5 separate regions of the Mus musculus genome follow, and regions 2, 3, 4 and 5 are each linked to region 1. Evidence: chromatin contacts called from public Hi-C, Micro-C and promoter capture Hi-C data. All regions are on one chromosome and are shown on one strand. The core of a region is the stretch at or near the end of the contact, and the rest is flanking DNA. Distances in the headings are between cores, read along the strand shown.

What was found. Promoter capture Hi-C pulls out the DNA fragments that hold promoters and counts their contacts. Hi-C and Micro-C count contacts between places; a contact is called where the count stands out from the background.
Region 2: a Hi-C map of B cells shows a contact between it and region 1, with 6 read pairs. The contact joins the promoter of Vamp1 here to the promoter of Ccnd2 in region 1. A contact is called at or near these places in 1 of 39 promoter capture datasets (pre-B cells) and 1 of 484 Hi-C or Micro-C datasets (B cells).
Region 3: a contact with region 1 is called in a Micro-C map of the G1E-ER4 cell line, with 7 times the contacts expected there. The contact joins the promoter of Fkbp4 here to the promoter of Ccnd2 in region 1. A contact is called at or near these places in 4 of 484 Hi-C or Micro-C datasets (CD4 T cells, the G1E-ER4 cell line and cardiomyocytes) and 2 of 115 datasets of contacts at active chromatin or transcription factors (astrocytes and pancreatic cancer cells).
Region 4: a contact with region 1 is called in a Hi-C map of muscle stem cells, with 2.9 times the contacts expected there. The contact joins the promoter of Rhno1 here to the promoter of Ccnd2 in region 1. A contact is called at or near these places in 2 of 39 promoter capture datasets (cranial neural crest and pre-B cells), 6 of 484 Hi-C or Micro-C datasets (the G1E-ER4 cell line, embryonic stem cells, erythroblasts and 2 more) and 4 of 115 datasets of contacts at active chromatin or transcription factors (astrocytes, embryonic forebrain, pancreatic cancer cells and 1 more).
Region 5: a promoter capture Hi-C map of embryonic stem cells shows a contact between it and region 1. The contact joins the promoter of Tead4 here to the promoter of Ccnd2 in region 1. A contact is called at or near these places in 3 of 39 promoter capture datasets (embryonic stem cells and liver), 2 of 484 Hi-C or Micro-C datasets (both in embryonic stem cells) and 2 of 115 datasets of contacts at active chromatin or transcription factors (astrocytes and pancreatic cancer cells).

Annotation. Positions count from the first base shown.
Region 1 is chr6:127,149,650-127,152,433 of GRCm38.p6, reverse strand. It overlaps Ccnd2 (cyclin D2), which reads left to right and starts at 1,386. Exons shown (of 5, transcript NM_009829.3): 1 at 1,386-1,852. The coding sequence starts at 1,661. The region is part of intron 1 of 9330179D12Rik (RIKEN cDNA 9330179D12 gene); the gene reads right to left.
Region 2 is chr6:125,214,132-125,216,915 of GRCm38.p6, reverse strand. Vamp1 (vesicle-associated membrane protein 1) reads right to left here and starts at 1,335. Exons shown (of 5, transcript NM_009496.3): 1 at 1,189-1,335. The coding sequence starts at 1,190.
Region 3 is chr6:128,437,255-128,440,038 of GRCm38.p6, reverse strand. Fkbp4 (FK506 binding protein 4) reads left to right here and starts at 1,383. Exons shown (of 10, transcript NM_010219.4): 1 at 1,383-1,633. The coding sequence starts at 1,529. It overlaps Gm10069 (predicted gene 10069), which reads right to left and starts at 1,282. Exons shown (of 5, transcript NR_028593.1): 1 at 652-1,282; 2 at 343-524.
Region 4 is chr6:128,361,494-128,364,277 of GRCm38.p6, reverse strand. Rhno1 (RAD9-HUS1-RAD1 interacting nuclear orphan 1) reads left to right here and starts at 1,367. Exons shown (of 3, transcript NM_001326585.1): 1 at 1,367-1,439. It overlaps Foxm1 (forkhead box M1), which reads right to left and starts at 1,284. Exons shown (of 8, transcript NM_008021.4): 1 at 1,161-1,284.
Region 5 is chr6:128,299,452-128,302,235 of GRCm38.p6, reverse strand. Tead4 (TEA domain family member 4) reads left to right here and starts at 1,423. Exons shown (of 12, transcript NM_011567.2): 1 at 1,423-1,941.

The DNA.
Region 1 (2,784 bases), core at 137-2,636:
CGGGCCTTTCCGAGAGCCCACGGGTGGTGCTCCCACAGCGTGCCACCCCCTCCCCCCCCCAGCCTCAGCCTCCGCTAGCCTTAAGCGTCCCTGATCATCCCCCCTTCTTAAGGAAGGAGGGACTCAGTGCCCCCCCCCGTGTGCCCAGAGAGGTGCAACCCACGCCATGCTATCTGCACGTGCCAGCGTGGCCACCATGCGGGGGCCAGTGGTTCCTCGCCCCTTCCTCCCTCCTTTAATATAGTTAAAGGCAGGGTGGGAGCAGGAAGGAGGTGAGGAAACGCCAACGTGTCCCCCTCTACCAACAGCCTTGACCACAGGATGCTTTAGAGCACATGTCAGAGCCGACCCCAAAATCCTGGCGGAAGGATGAGGCGCGAGACCCCACGGGGTCGGGGATTGAGGGGTGCAGGACTCAGGAGCCCCCGGGGAAAGGAAGGGTGGCCTTGCTGGCGCAGGGAGAGCCAAACCTAAACCCTCCCTCTCCCCCTCCCTGGCCCCTCCCGAGCCATTTCCTAGAAAGCTGTATCAATGTGGCCACGCTCCGCGCAGACACCTAGGGCGGCTTGTCAGCAGATGCAGGGGCGAGGAAGCGGGTTTTTCCTGCGTGGCCGAGGCCCGCGGAGGAACCGCTGCTAGCCCTGCCCCCGGTCTGGGGCCGCTCTGAGAGGCTGGCCGCGTTGCCCAATGGCGCCCCCAAGAACAGAAAGGTTTCTGCAGGAGGGTCATATTCTACTAGGCTTAAGAAGCACCCCTTTCTCCAACATCCACCCCTTCCTCCTCTTCCTCTCCACGCACGTGGCTCGGGGCGGACAACAGCTTGAAAGTTATCAGGAGTCTAAGCTTGAGGGGCATAACCTTTATCCCTGGTTTGGCGAGGTTGCAATTTTCTCAAATAAGCCTTTCCTTGTTCCTCATTTAGGGGTCTACTTCTAAGTTATCTGAACTCATCCACATGGTAAATCTATCTACCTGAATCTTGAATAATGGGCTGTTTTTCTGATCACATTGCAAGCCTCCGAAGTTAGAGAGCACACACGTACACACCCTTTATGCCCCCATGGTATGCCTACAGAATGTCAGAAAGGATAATCAATAGGAATCCATGGGGTTTGTGGGTTCCCCTATCCGAGGCCCCTAGCATGCGGGGCTGGATGGGGAGAGGGCCTCGGAGAAGTAGGGAGAGGGGTTGGGGGTGGGGAGCGGGGATCGTGTTTGAAGTTTGGTCAGGCCAGCTGCTGTGCTCCTTAATAACAAGAGGGAAGGGGGGGGGGAGAGGGAGGGAAAGATTGAAAGGAGGGGAGGGACGCTAGAGGAGGGGAGGAAAGGGGGAGGAGGAACCTGAGAGGGGGAGGAGATCTAACTGCCCTTCCAGCTTGCGTCACTGCCTGAGCGAGAGAGGAGAGCGAGCTGAGGAGAGCCGGGCAGTTCGGAGGGAAGGACCGGTGCGAGTCAGGCGGCCCTTGAGGCTCCGCTCGCCCACCTTCCACTCTTCTCTCTCTCTCTCCCTCTCTCTCTTTGCCATTTCTTTCCTCTCCCAAATCTCCCATTCAGCCAAAGGAAGGAGGTAAGGGAAGCACTCCCCGACCCCCCCGCACCTCCAAAAAATAATAATAATAAAAAAAATTTACAGTCGGGACCGAGTGGTGGCCGGCTGGCTATGGAGCTGCTGTGCTGCGAGGTGGACCCGGTCCGCAGGGCCGTGCCGGACCGCAACCTGCTGGAAGACCGCGTTCTGCAGAACCTGTTGACCATCGAGGAGCGCTACCTCCCGCAGTGTTCCTATTTCAAGTGCGTGCAGAAGGACATCCAACCGTACATGCGCAGGATGGTGGCCACCTGGATGCTAGAGGTAGGTGTGCGGGCGACGCTCTCAGGGAGAGGCAAGCCCAGCCGCTCCATCCCTACCTCCAACACGCAGAGATCCTAAAAACTGCGGGAGAACTACCCCTGCGCTGGCCTCCCCCGCTCGTGCGCGAGGTAGCCCCGCACCCTTGGGCGAGACGCTAATTCTGTCCCTTGCTAGATTAACTAGTGGAGGAAAACTTGGGTGAGTGAGGATGTCCTCCCCCCCCCGGGGGGTTGGCATCCCGCGCGTGTGCCTGCATGTGGCTTCCTCGTCTTCCCATCTCCATTTCTGACCTGTGGTGTGGAAGCAACCCCGGCTGCCTTCAGTGAGGCCCCAGAGGGTGTTGCGACCTAACAATCCATACCAACATATAAAGAGCCCCCCCCCGCCCCCGACTCTCAGGGTTGGGGCAAACCGTCTGAGCCTTAGGACTCCGCGTTGGCACTTTGGCAGGAGGTGGGGGTGGGGGAGAAACAGGGAATTCAGGAGAGCCCCGGAAGTCATACTGAAAAAAACGTGCGTTTAGGGCAATCTGAAAGAACCGCTGCTTTAGCCTTGCTTGCAATCTTTGCCGAGAGAGCAGGGTGCCCACGTATGCACAGCTCTGGACCTGCCGTGGTTTCGCCATGTTGCTTTGCAAACTCCATTTACAAGGACTGGCAACATTCGCCGGCGCCCCCACCCCCTCTCAGCACCCCATGATCCTGGGCACCCTCTTTCTGATCGTGCCCTCTTCCCCAGCCCTCGGTTCACCAAGGTTACTTACAGTTTGGCTGCTTCTTGAGCGCGCAGATTTGGGTGGGGTAGGAAGCGGGGGAGGAGGTGTGTAGAGCAGGCTAGGGGGCACCCCCAAATGAGAGGTCAGAGTCCCGCATGCCTCCTGGAGGGGGGTTCCCTGGTTTCGTCTCACCCAACCCCCAGCAGGCACAGCCTTC
Region 2 (2,784 bases), core at 86-2,585, 1.9 Mb after region 1:
AATGTTAATGCAGAGAACGGATAAAATGGCTGTGAAGCTTTGGAGAACTCACTTTATTTACTATTTGTGGCAGGTAGAAACACTCCACCCTAACCTATTCAGGGAGTTATAACCCTTATGTAATACAAAATCCTGCCCCCCTTTTGCCAATAGAGGCAACACAAGCAGAGTGTAGTGGTGCACACCTTTAATCCCAGCACTTGGAAGCCAGGGGCAGGTGGATCTCTGAGTTCAAGGCCAGCCTTGTCTATAGAGGGAATTCTGAGACAGCCAGGGGTACACAGAGAAACCCTATATGGAAAAGCCAAACAAAGAAGGGGGATAGAGAGAGCGAGGAAGAGGGAGAGAGAGAGGAAGAGGGAGAGAGAGAGGAAGAGGGAACAAACACAAATAAATCTAGCACCAGGCAAGAGATTCAGATAATAAATGAAAAGAAAGAAAATTCTTCATTGTGTGTATGTGATCCTAAAGGGAAGTTCTTAATTTATCTGGCCACAGAAGGGGATGATGCCAAAAAGAGCTAAAGGCTAAACTATGTGTTTTGGATAAAATGAAGAATTCACTGTTCTCCCTATTTCTCCTCCAATATTTATTTGGCTAGGACTTGATCACTGGAAATCGCCTTAGCATAAACAGCTGCATTAAGATTTCATACCACTGTCCCCTGAGACTTTCTGAGCTACTCGCAAGGCGCCACAGAACTAGCAAGTTAAGTTTCTGCAGCTTTGCTCACAGCCATGAGGCAGGTACATCACACTCTGGGTGAGGGGCATGCATAACGCAGAGACTGCGGGCACTCCAAGTCAAGAATGGACAGGAACACCTATAAGTCTTCCCAGAGGCTTTAAGAGTCTGTCAAACAAGAAAGGGTCTCCGAGTTTCCTGTCTGAATCTATACCTCCCCCACTTTTTCCCCTTTGGGGTTCCACGATACAAAGACAAGAGGGGAGGGTGCGGTGTACGTGGGACCCCCGCGCCCTCGCCCTGCCATGGAGTGCCAGCTGCAGTTGGTGCGGGATGGAGCGCTGCCCGCAGTCCGGGGTGGCCCGGTCTGGGGGCGGCGCGAGCTGGTGGTTCCCGGCGTCGCCGCAGCTGCTGCAATGCGCCATTTCCCGTCCCGCAGAGTCGGACACTGCGGGGGAGAGTCGGTAAAGAGGTGTCGAGGACCCTAGAGCAGAGTCAACTCACATTTTTCTGAAAGAGGAAGTGGAGGTCCGTCCCCTCTCTGGAGAATGCAACGAGACGGGCAGGGAGACACTGCGGCTGAAGCAGACGGAACTGTCGAGCGCCGCCTCACACGAAACACCCGGAACTCTAACTGCGGTGGAACTTACTGCAGGTGCAGGGCCGGCTCTCGGCTTTATTAGACATGACCACGCCTCTCGGATGATGTCAAAACCTCCAGGTCCAATCCTCGTGAGAAATGGCCTGCTAGTCCCGCCCCCACAACTACAGCAATTACCATTGTCCTCTTATTTCTATTTCTTCACTGACCAATACAAAAGTGGCTTGCTTAAAGTCCAGCTCAAACTCTGTCTCCGCCGCTGAGTTAGACCTTTTATGGTGCCTACCAGCCAATCGCTGAGCTGGAGACTGCTGTCATTCTTACCGCTCCCGCCCACAGCACCTGGCAGAAGGAAACCCAAGTGACTTAGACGCTGGAATCCAACTGGCTGCGAGGTTCAGCAGTGAATGCATATTCATGAAGTCCTTGGCCACAGGACCACCCCGTCACCATCCCTGCCTGAGACCATAAAACCCACATTCTTCATTCTTCTCTTCCCTATCACGAACTTCATCCCTAAACCTGTTAACACAGCGACTTAGTTAACCCAGCCCAGAAACCTGAACTAAAGTAGACTTCCCTATTTTATGTTTATGCTTTGTTTTGTTTTTTGAGACCTCTCTCTATAGATAGATAGATAGATAGATAGATAGATAGATAGATAGATAGATAGATATAGATATATACATATATACAGATATATAGATACACACACACATATATATGTGTGTATATATATATATATACACACATATATGTATATATATATACACACACATTATGCGTATGTATGTGTGTGTGTGTATATATATATATATATATATATATATATATATATATATACACACACACACACATATGTATATATATATTATGGTACAAGTTTCTGCCTGCATCTATGCATGCTTGGGTGCCCTTGGAGGCCAGAGGAGGGTTATTCCCTAGATGGTTTTGAGTATATGTGAGTGCTGGGAACCAAACCCTCTGCAAAAGCAATATGCTCCCTCCACCACTGAGCCATCTCTCTCCAGCCCCAGCCCTTTCCTCTTTACTCCTCCTCCAAAATCTAAGTAGAATCAATTTTTCCTTCTCAATACTTAAAGACGTTTCTTCTCTCTTCCAGTAGAATCCCTTTCCTAGACATCAGTTGTAAAATTCAACATTATTTTATGCTTCACAGCTTTAAAGGAATCTATAGCTGTGGTTGCGTTTTCCTAGCCTTAGAATTCTTATTTTACATTTAGTGGAAGCTTAGGTTTTGGATGCAGTGTAAATGTTTATATCTTAGGCATCCATGCAAAAGGAAAGAGAACATAGTAACATTAATAGGACAGTTACAACTTGACGTTCAGAGACTCTTTTCCCAGCAGAAACAGAGGCTTGTGTAGTCCAGGCTGGCTTCAAACATGAAATGTAGTCAAGAATGACCTTGAAATTCTGGTCCTCCTACTTCTGCCTCCTGAATGCTAGGACTGCAGAAGTTTACCACCATGCCCAGT
Region 3 (2,784 bases), core at 134-2,633, 1.3 Mb before region 1:
AATATACTTAAACCATCATAATAAGGGTTATTATTATTTCACTTCTTTGGGAGGGATAATAGGGCACAAGTGTGGATGTCAAAAGACAACTTTGAAGGGGTTTTCTCAATACTGTGGGTGTTAGGGATAAAACCCAGGTCTAAAGACTTTCAAAAGCACCAACATCCACTGAGCCATCTCGCAGGCACCATATAATAACTAGCTTATTGCCTACTTAAACGCCATCACTTGCGTTGGACCACGAACAGCACCATGCTGGGCACACAGAGACAAAAAGTTCATTACACTGGAATGAAAACTCGCAAAGCCAATAATACAATAGGCAGGTCTGATAGCACTCACCAGGCTGTATAACTGGGTACTAAACTGCTGGGCAGAGTCAGGACCTCTCCAGACAGATCTTCCATCAAGCCAGCACTGTTCCGGTAATCAGAACTTCATGGTTTTAGCCACACAGACTCAGAACTCCACAGGCATCTCATAGGAGCAGCGAGCAGGTTGAGAAAACCTTCCTTCCTATTCACCTTTAGTAAAGAGGGGGAAGGGGGAAAAAATTTTTTTTTCGCGTGAGCTGAAACCATTTTGTGTGCCAGTACTAACCAAAAAAGGCTGATTAGTATGGTGGGAGAAAAGGAATTTTAACACACGTACCTCCACTTACAAGTCTATGGCTCTTATAAATCTGCTCATGGCATTTTTGCGGTGGGCCTGCCAGGCTGCAGGGAGGGCAAAGTTGTGTCCGATCTGTGCACCTGGGCTGAAACTGTCCCTACGGGGCCCACACTTTCAATCCCTCGACCTCTCTTTCCCACACTGCTCAGGTGCCCACGCCTGGAACCATGGGCATCTGTGGCACAATCACGGGAGGCCGATCTTTGCCACTTCACATCTGACTGCCTGTCTCCAGCTATTCCGCTGTGGGCCTGGGTGAGCAGGGCCGGCCACGAGGCAGGCCCGGACTTGGGAGGCTCGCCACTTGGAGTCCTGAGGATAGAGAAGGATCTGGAAAAATCGCTTAGACGCGGGCAGAGGGGTGGGGTAAGGGTGGGGGTGGGGCGGAACGACATAGGGAAGATTGTGATCCCAGAGGTCCTGGTGTAGGAGGAGGGCACTCCTAGGGGCCATCAACCAGAAAAGCAAATCTTAACAAAAACGACACAAACAAACAAAAAAACCAAACCACTCCAGTACCCTCAGTCCAAGAGCCTCAACCCGTTTAACCGCTTCTCTAGAAAGTTCTCCGCTCCCGCCCCTTTGCAGCCCGCTCGTGCCGCTCCTCCCTGCCCCGCCCCCGAGGCGGAGGGGACCAATTGCAGGCCGGGCCGCGCCAGGCCCGCCCCTCGGCGTCACCCCACTCGGCCGCCGCCGGCGAGCGCGCGGATAGCCGGGTGCGCGAGCCTGGAGCGCGGTTCGAGGTGGGCAGCGCCGCCTTCCGCCGCACGCCGCCCCGTCGCTCACTCCGGTCGGCGGCCAGAGTGCCGTGCTCGCGCTTGCCACACTCTCGCAGCCAACGGTGCGCCCAGCGGCCATGACCGCCGAGGAGATGAAGGCGGCGGAGAACGGGGCGCAGTCGGCGCCCCTGCCTCTCGAAGGAGTGGACATCAGCCCCAAACAGGACGAGGGCGTGCTCAAGGTGAGGGGCCGCGGAGTCCTCGGCTGCAGGCTCATGGGCCTTGGGGGTACCGCGGCCGGAGGATGGGGGGGATTCGTCTTCCCTGCGCAGGCTGCAGCCCTGAAAACGGCACGGCGGCTGCACGCTCCGGAGGGTGCGGCCCGGGTCCGGGAAGAAGCCCCCACTGCAACGCCAACTCGATCCGGCTGCACTGTGCGGCTGAGAGGGGCGGAGCGGAGCGCGAGAGCCGCTGCCAGGGGGCCCGGGCGGGGTGCACGAGGCTCGGGCGCGCCGAGGGACTCAGGCCTCGCCTCCCGGGAACCCCTCGGCCGCAGCGTGCGCCGTCCACCTGGACGAAGGTGCGCCAGGGCTCGCCCACTTGAAAGTTAAACATTAGCTAGGACCTGAAACGGCTCCCGGGAGCAGGTTCCTGGCCCAAAGCCCTTTGTGCCTTTCTGCGCCCCTTTTGCAATCGCCGAGATCCAGCGAGGTCACGGGCTCGGCCATGCTGTGCCCCCTTTCTCGGCCCGGGGAGAGCGAGAGCGATGCATGCCGGGACCTGTAGTTCCTCGCCTGCCCCTCCTGAGTCTTTCTGAGTTGGGGGGTACTGGGTGCTGGCCATGGGGGGAGGTGCATTGCCTTAGAGCCAGCGGCTCACTAATCGCCTGACTGCAAATAGCCCGAGGAGCGAGGGGGAGGGCGCCCTGACCCGGGTCGGGACAATGGACGCCGTTTCAGAGCAGGTTCTGCCAGCAGTCCAGGACGGTGAAATCCTAACCTGCATTGCATGTCTCCCTGCATCCATTGTTTCTCCTCCGTGAGTCCCATTGCTCAGTTTCTAGTGTGTGTGGCTTGTGCAAACCAGAGACCTTAGGGAGCCTCGTTGGTCCAGAAATGCTCCTGGCTTTTTACCTCAACTCTTGCTGCTCCCCGTGAACATGTGGCCCTTTCTCCTTTGCGCTAGGTTCTGATTCCCAGACGGGGTCTGTTCCTCTTTTATCCTCCATTCCTTCGCGGGGCCCTGTACATTCTTATCAAGGAAGCCTTAGAGGATGGGTTCCATATCTACCTATTGGCTCTCCTATGGGGTCACCATATATAAGAATGTTAAGCAGAAATAGACGCCTGCCTATACACGCAGGAGAGATAAAGGACTCCTTGGCTTGCCAGAC
Region 4 (2,784 bases), core at 118-2,617, 1.2 Mb before region 1:
TTTTTAAAGTGTGTTTTTCTTCTTTCAAAATTTGCAAAGCATTTGCACAATGATATTTTGGTACCTGAAAGTAACTATATTTTAGTGGGATTTTTTTGTTTTTTGTTTTGTTTTGTTTTGTTTTTGAGACAGGGTTTCTCTGTGTAGCCCTGGTTGGTCTGCAACTCAGAAATCTGCCTGCCTCTGCCTCCCAAGTGCTGGGATTAAAGGCATGCGCCACCACTGCCTGGCAATATTTTAGTTTTGTGAGTATAATACTCTATATACCTTGATCTTCTGCTTCAAAAGTAAGATTGTAATACTGATCTCCTTCATACTAAGATGTGCCATCATTAATAAGCTTAAGGTGGCTTTTATATTTGAGACAGAATCGCCTGTAGTCCAGGCTGGCTTTGAACTGCTGAGCCTCTGGCCTCTAATTTTCTAGTTGCTGAGATTACAGTCACTCACCACTATGCCTGGCTATGCTAAAGTGGTTTTGAAACGCTAAGGAAGGAAGTCTTTAGAAAAAGCATTCCTATGGATTTTTTTATAGGTAGATAGAATAATTTATCATTAAGTTAAATCCTGTCACTTTTGCAATCCTGTGAGAAACAGAGAAAGCAGCTGTCGCTTTAGGACACCTGCCAAAGAAGGGATTACACTCTTTTGACGTTTGCCAGCTGCTTAAGAGTTCTCAGGTCCCTTCCACCCTGCAGCTCTCTTCATACTCCGTTCTCTCGACCTTCAAATCTCAGTTTTCGTTTTCCTTCCCATTGCACCCCACCCCAATCAGATGTTAGACACCCCCCCCCACCACCACAGGGGCTCTCTTTGACCAGCCTTTCCCTAACACTCCCAATATCTTCTAGCGGAAGGAGACTTGCAGAGCCACCCCACGACCCCATTATTCTCCACACTCAACAGGGAACCTTGCAACCAACACTCAGCCAGGATCCCGCCCTGCAGCGGTGGAGGCGGAGGCAGGGTTGACTGCAAATGCAGACTCCGAGGGCAGGCCTGTTCCCAGGGTCCGGGGATGCTCGGAGAACACGGCGGCGGCAAGGCCGAGGCCGGAGGCTCAGACCTTCTTCCCGGCGGTGCCCAACACCCCCTCGCGCCCCACAGCCCCGGCAGTGCCGACTCCGAGCCCTCCCTGGACCCGGCCGCACCCCACTCACCTCACAGGCCGCGTCTGCTCCACGCGGGGCCGAGCCGGGCCCGGGCGGCGGGTCCCGGCGGGACGGCCGGGGTGGGAGCCCGGGGCGGGGTGACGGGGGAGCCCGGGCCGGGGGTGGGTCCCGCAGCGCCGCTTTCAGTTGTTCCGCTGTTTGAAATTGGCGCCGGCGGAGCGTTGCGGTCACGTGACGGAGCGTCGCCAATCGGCACCGGCTTGTCTCCGGGTTCCGGCCCCGAACGCTCGGTGTCCTGAGGAGCGGCGGCCGCGGCCGGGAGGGCGGGTAAGGCGGCCCCGGCGGGGCTCGAGGGGCGGCGGGAGGGACGCGGGGACGCGCGGACGGCGGCCAGCAGCCTGCTCCGCCCCGCCCCGGACCGCCCTGCCTCAGTGGTCGACTTCCTTCCGGGACAGCGTACGCCACTTCCCCGGGCTGGCTACCCACTCGGTTACCCCTGGGTCCCCCGCCCCGCTCAGTCCACGCGGCTCCGTGGGGTCCGGCTTGGGTTTCTGGCCCTAGACTTGCGGTTACGTGGCTCCGCCCCGCTCCGGTCTGTGGCCGCCTCCTCCCGGGCCCCAGCCCCCGAGGTGTCCGGACGATCGTTTATTCCCTCGAAGTACTTTACGATAAGAGCGGAGGATACAGCGGCGGACCCGGGCGTCCTCCCCCTGGCCTCAGCGTCTGATGGCGAGGGAGCACAGAATGAGATGAACAGATCGGTAGAATTCTAGCTACAGAGGAACAAGTTAGAGGCCGGTGGGTTTTGTCTGACACAAGGTTGTGTAGAATTCTGGATCCTCGTGTTTCCGCCTTCGGAGTAGCCGGGGTCACTGGCTCGCCCTCCCGCAGCCTCCTGTGATAACTTTGTTTATTTTAATGAGATCTTGACTTAGGACAGTAAAGCCGTTCTTTCTTTCTTTCCTTTTTTTTTTTTTAAAGGAGCTGAGAACGCGGTGTAAGATCTGTTACCCATTACACAGAAGAGAGGGAAACCCTGAAGTAAATAGAGAAGGGAGAGCTGCTTTGACCGGGAGGAGGCCTGCTGAATACAAAGGCCTAAGATGTAGTGAGTGTGGTATGCTATGAGACAGGAGGCAGGGTCTTCGCCTTTCTGAATTTTGTTCTTATTTAATATTTGAAGGAACCCGGTTAGAAGTTGTAAGCAGCTAGGTATGTGGCACGTACCAATAATCCTGGTGTGAGACAAAAGGGCCTCACATTAGTCTAGTCTGGGCTACATAATAAGACTGTGTTTGAAGAGTGAGCAGAGTGTGGTGGTGCACACCTTTAATTCCAGCACCCAGGAGGCAGAGGCAGGCAGATCTCTGAATTCCAGGCCAGCCAGGTCTACATTGCCAGCCCCAGGCTAGCCAAGGCTACATAACAAGACTCTATCTCAAAGATTAATAAAAATAGGCAAAGGCTGAGCAGAAACGAGCCAAAACCTGACTTCGATTTTGTTTGGGTAAGAGATTATATAGCTAAAACTGAGATGGGATGTGGCCCTATTTCCTATTTCATGGATTGTGGATTGATTGACTAAAAGCAAACTGAGCCGGAGAATTCACCTGCTTCCTGTCTGCTAAGGTGATGTGCCCAGCTGCTGTCAAGTTCCCGCTGCTGAGACTCC
Region 5 (2,784 bases), core at 174-2,673, 1.1 Mb before region 1:
ACCTACTAGCTCTTATTTTCACACCAAACCTTCCTGAAACAGCGGTTGGTGAACTCAGGTTTCCATCAAGAGCTGGATCAAGGTCACCCCGCAGACCTGGTAGCAGAGACCTGTAATGGAATTCCAGCTATTCCTAAGGCTGAGGCCAGAGCAGCTGAGAGAGTTCAAGGTCAGCCTGATTAACTCAGTAGACTCAGTCTCAGAAACCAAAAGGAATCAAGGCTGGGGCCATAGCACACTGGTAGAGCATTGCCTAGCACACACAGGGAGTAGACATTAAACTGGGGAAAGTCACCCCAGTGCCTTGAATTAATTCTGTTGGTTTTGTTCTCAAATTCATGTGGATTTGCAATAATGAACTACTGTCTGGCTTCGACAGTGAACCTCTTGAAGGCAGGGGTCTGTTTCTGCACTGAGCTTGGTACCAGGTTCAATGAAGGAGTGTCCAATTAAGTGGTGGGACAGTCTGTACTTCACGCTCACAGATACGCTTGCTGCCTTGCAATGTTCTTTTCATGTGAATGGGATGTGACCAGGCTTTGTTATGACTCACCATTTAATAAGCTCACCAGAAGTTATACATCCAAATGAGGGCTGCATCCTTCAAAGTCCTCGCTTTGCGAGGCTGGATAGATACTCAGTCCCGTGGTGATGCTGGCATTTCCGTGGACTCTTTAGATCGCCTCTCTCGGTCACAACCCTGACATTTATAATACTTTCTTTCAGCGTCTCCCCGTGCTACCCTACCCTCATGTAGTATGTGTATCTCCATCTTGCGTTGTTAGCGTTGAGCAAACGATAAGATAATTCTGGAGATTTACTGCTGGCCCGAGTTTGTTTCACCAGCTCTGGCTGGGAGAGCCACACCAATAAAAGCTTAATGCTAGTGCTTCAGAGATTGTTTGATTTTGGGGAATAGTGAAGGCTTTTCTTTGATTTTAAGTTTCTCAAAGTGACAAGGTGAATGCGGGAGCTAGGTAGTAACTGATTTAAGCCAAATGGTTCTAAAGACTCGCAGCCCGAGCTCACGTGTTTCTCCTAAATTGATCTGGCACCCTTCTTTAAAACTCAGACTTCTAACTTCATGGCGACTCTGTCCTGTACCTTGGGTAACCAGCTAAGTTCCAGCTCTCTATGAACCACTGCTGGGACCTAATCTTTATTATTTCTCCCAGCATCCGGTAGACCCATGACTGGTCTCTCCTTTCCTGCTCTTTGAGAAGTGACAGTTCTGCAGATCCCAAGGGACAAGGAAAGAACTGAAAGACTGATGTTGGGGAGGGCTGGCGAGGGAAAGCGGTGGCGGATCTGGGAGCAGAGCCGGGAGTTCCTGCTTCCTGCTCCCGGAGCGAGTGTCCTCCGTAGCAGCCTCGGGGAAGGGAACAGCCCTTCCTGCTCCTGTCCGCGTACTCCAGGAGCGCAGCGAGGCGCGCCCCACCCCGGCGGAGGGGACGGTTTTCGGCTGGAGGTGGTGGAGAGACAGTTAGGACTCAACGCAACCCGGGGGTGTGGGGAGCTGGATGAGAGCGGGAAATCGGTAGATCAGAGTCAAGGGGTGTGGGTGCGAGCGGCGAGAGGCGCCGAGGGGTCCGCGGGGTTCCCGGGTGTCTCCGCCGTGTCCTGTCCCGTGGCCGCCCGCGGTTCCCGGGCTCCGCCCAGCCGTGGAGCCCAGCCTCTCTCTGGCCCGGTCTCCTCCCAAAGGTGCGGGTGGCAGCGCCACTCCCTCCGCTCCCTCCCCAGCCGCGCGCGTCTCATTCCAGCGCCCATTCCGTGCATTCCTGCCGGGCTCCTCTGCAAACTCCAGTCCCGGGGGTGGGGACCGGCCTCAGCTACGCGCTCGGGGCCCCGCAGCGGTCGCCGCGGCTGGAAGACTTGGCGCCCCGCGTGGACCTGCCGCAGCCGGCCGAGCTCTCCCACCCCGCCTCCCGAACCCTGGGACCGGTAAGGCTGCTGAGTTCGGAGGACACCCGCGTCCCGCGTGGTCCCGGGCAACACTAGGGGGCCAGTGGGGCACGTGCGGGCGGTGGAGTCTAGGGGCTGGACAGAGCAGGGTCGCTCGGCTGAAGTTGAGACTAACGAGCCTCAGCCAGGCCCTTTTCTACTTTTCTGCCTGGAGAAGAGAGCCCATAAGGGAGGTGTATTGCCTGGACCTTGTGCAGAGGTCCCCAGGGTTTGAGACGCCGTTGCTCCCCACGGTGAGAAGTGATGGGAGTGATGGACCGGAGTTCCCAAACTCCAAGGCACTATACTCTAGCAGGCAGCCCAGGGGCGCGCGCCGCGGTGCACACACGTGTCAGGGGGCTCCAGGCACACCCACACTCCGTCCGATTCAGTGAGTGAGTTCAAAGATAGGTATTACTGCGCCAGCATCCTTAAGTTTTGGGTGTTCCCGAGGAAGAGATATCTGTGCGCAGTGACTCACCTTGCTTCCAGGAGGAGGATTTGTTTGTGCTAAACGCGACCCTGTGTGCATCGCTACTTGAAGAAGGTGCTTGTCTGAAATCCCGAGTGTCGGAGTGGGCGTGGGTGTGCGATGCCTCCTCTCCAGGACTCTCCTCTCCAAGTCCTCGCTCTGAGGATGTTGGTTCTGGCTCTGACTTCTTCCTGAAGAACCGCGGCAGGGGACAATGTCTCCAAGTTCTTTGTGTTCAGGGAGAATTTGACAGTAGTAGTTGGAGGTGCCCCTCTTGCCATCCCTGCTGGGTTGAGCATTGCTGGCAGGAAGCTGCCTACACCTGCCCCCTTCCAGGCAGCTGTCTCTGTGAGGGAGTGTGGATCCTGTTC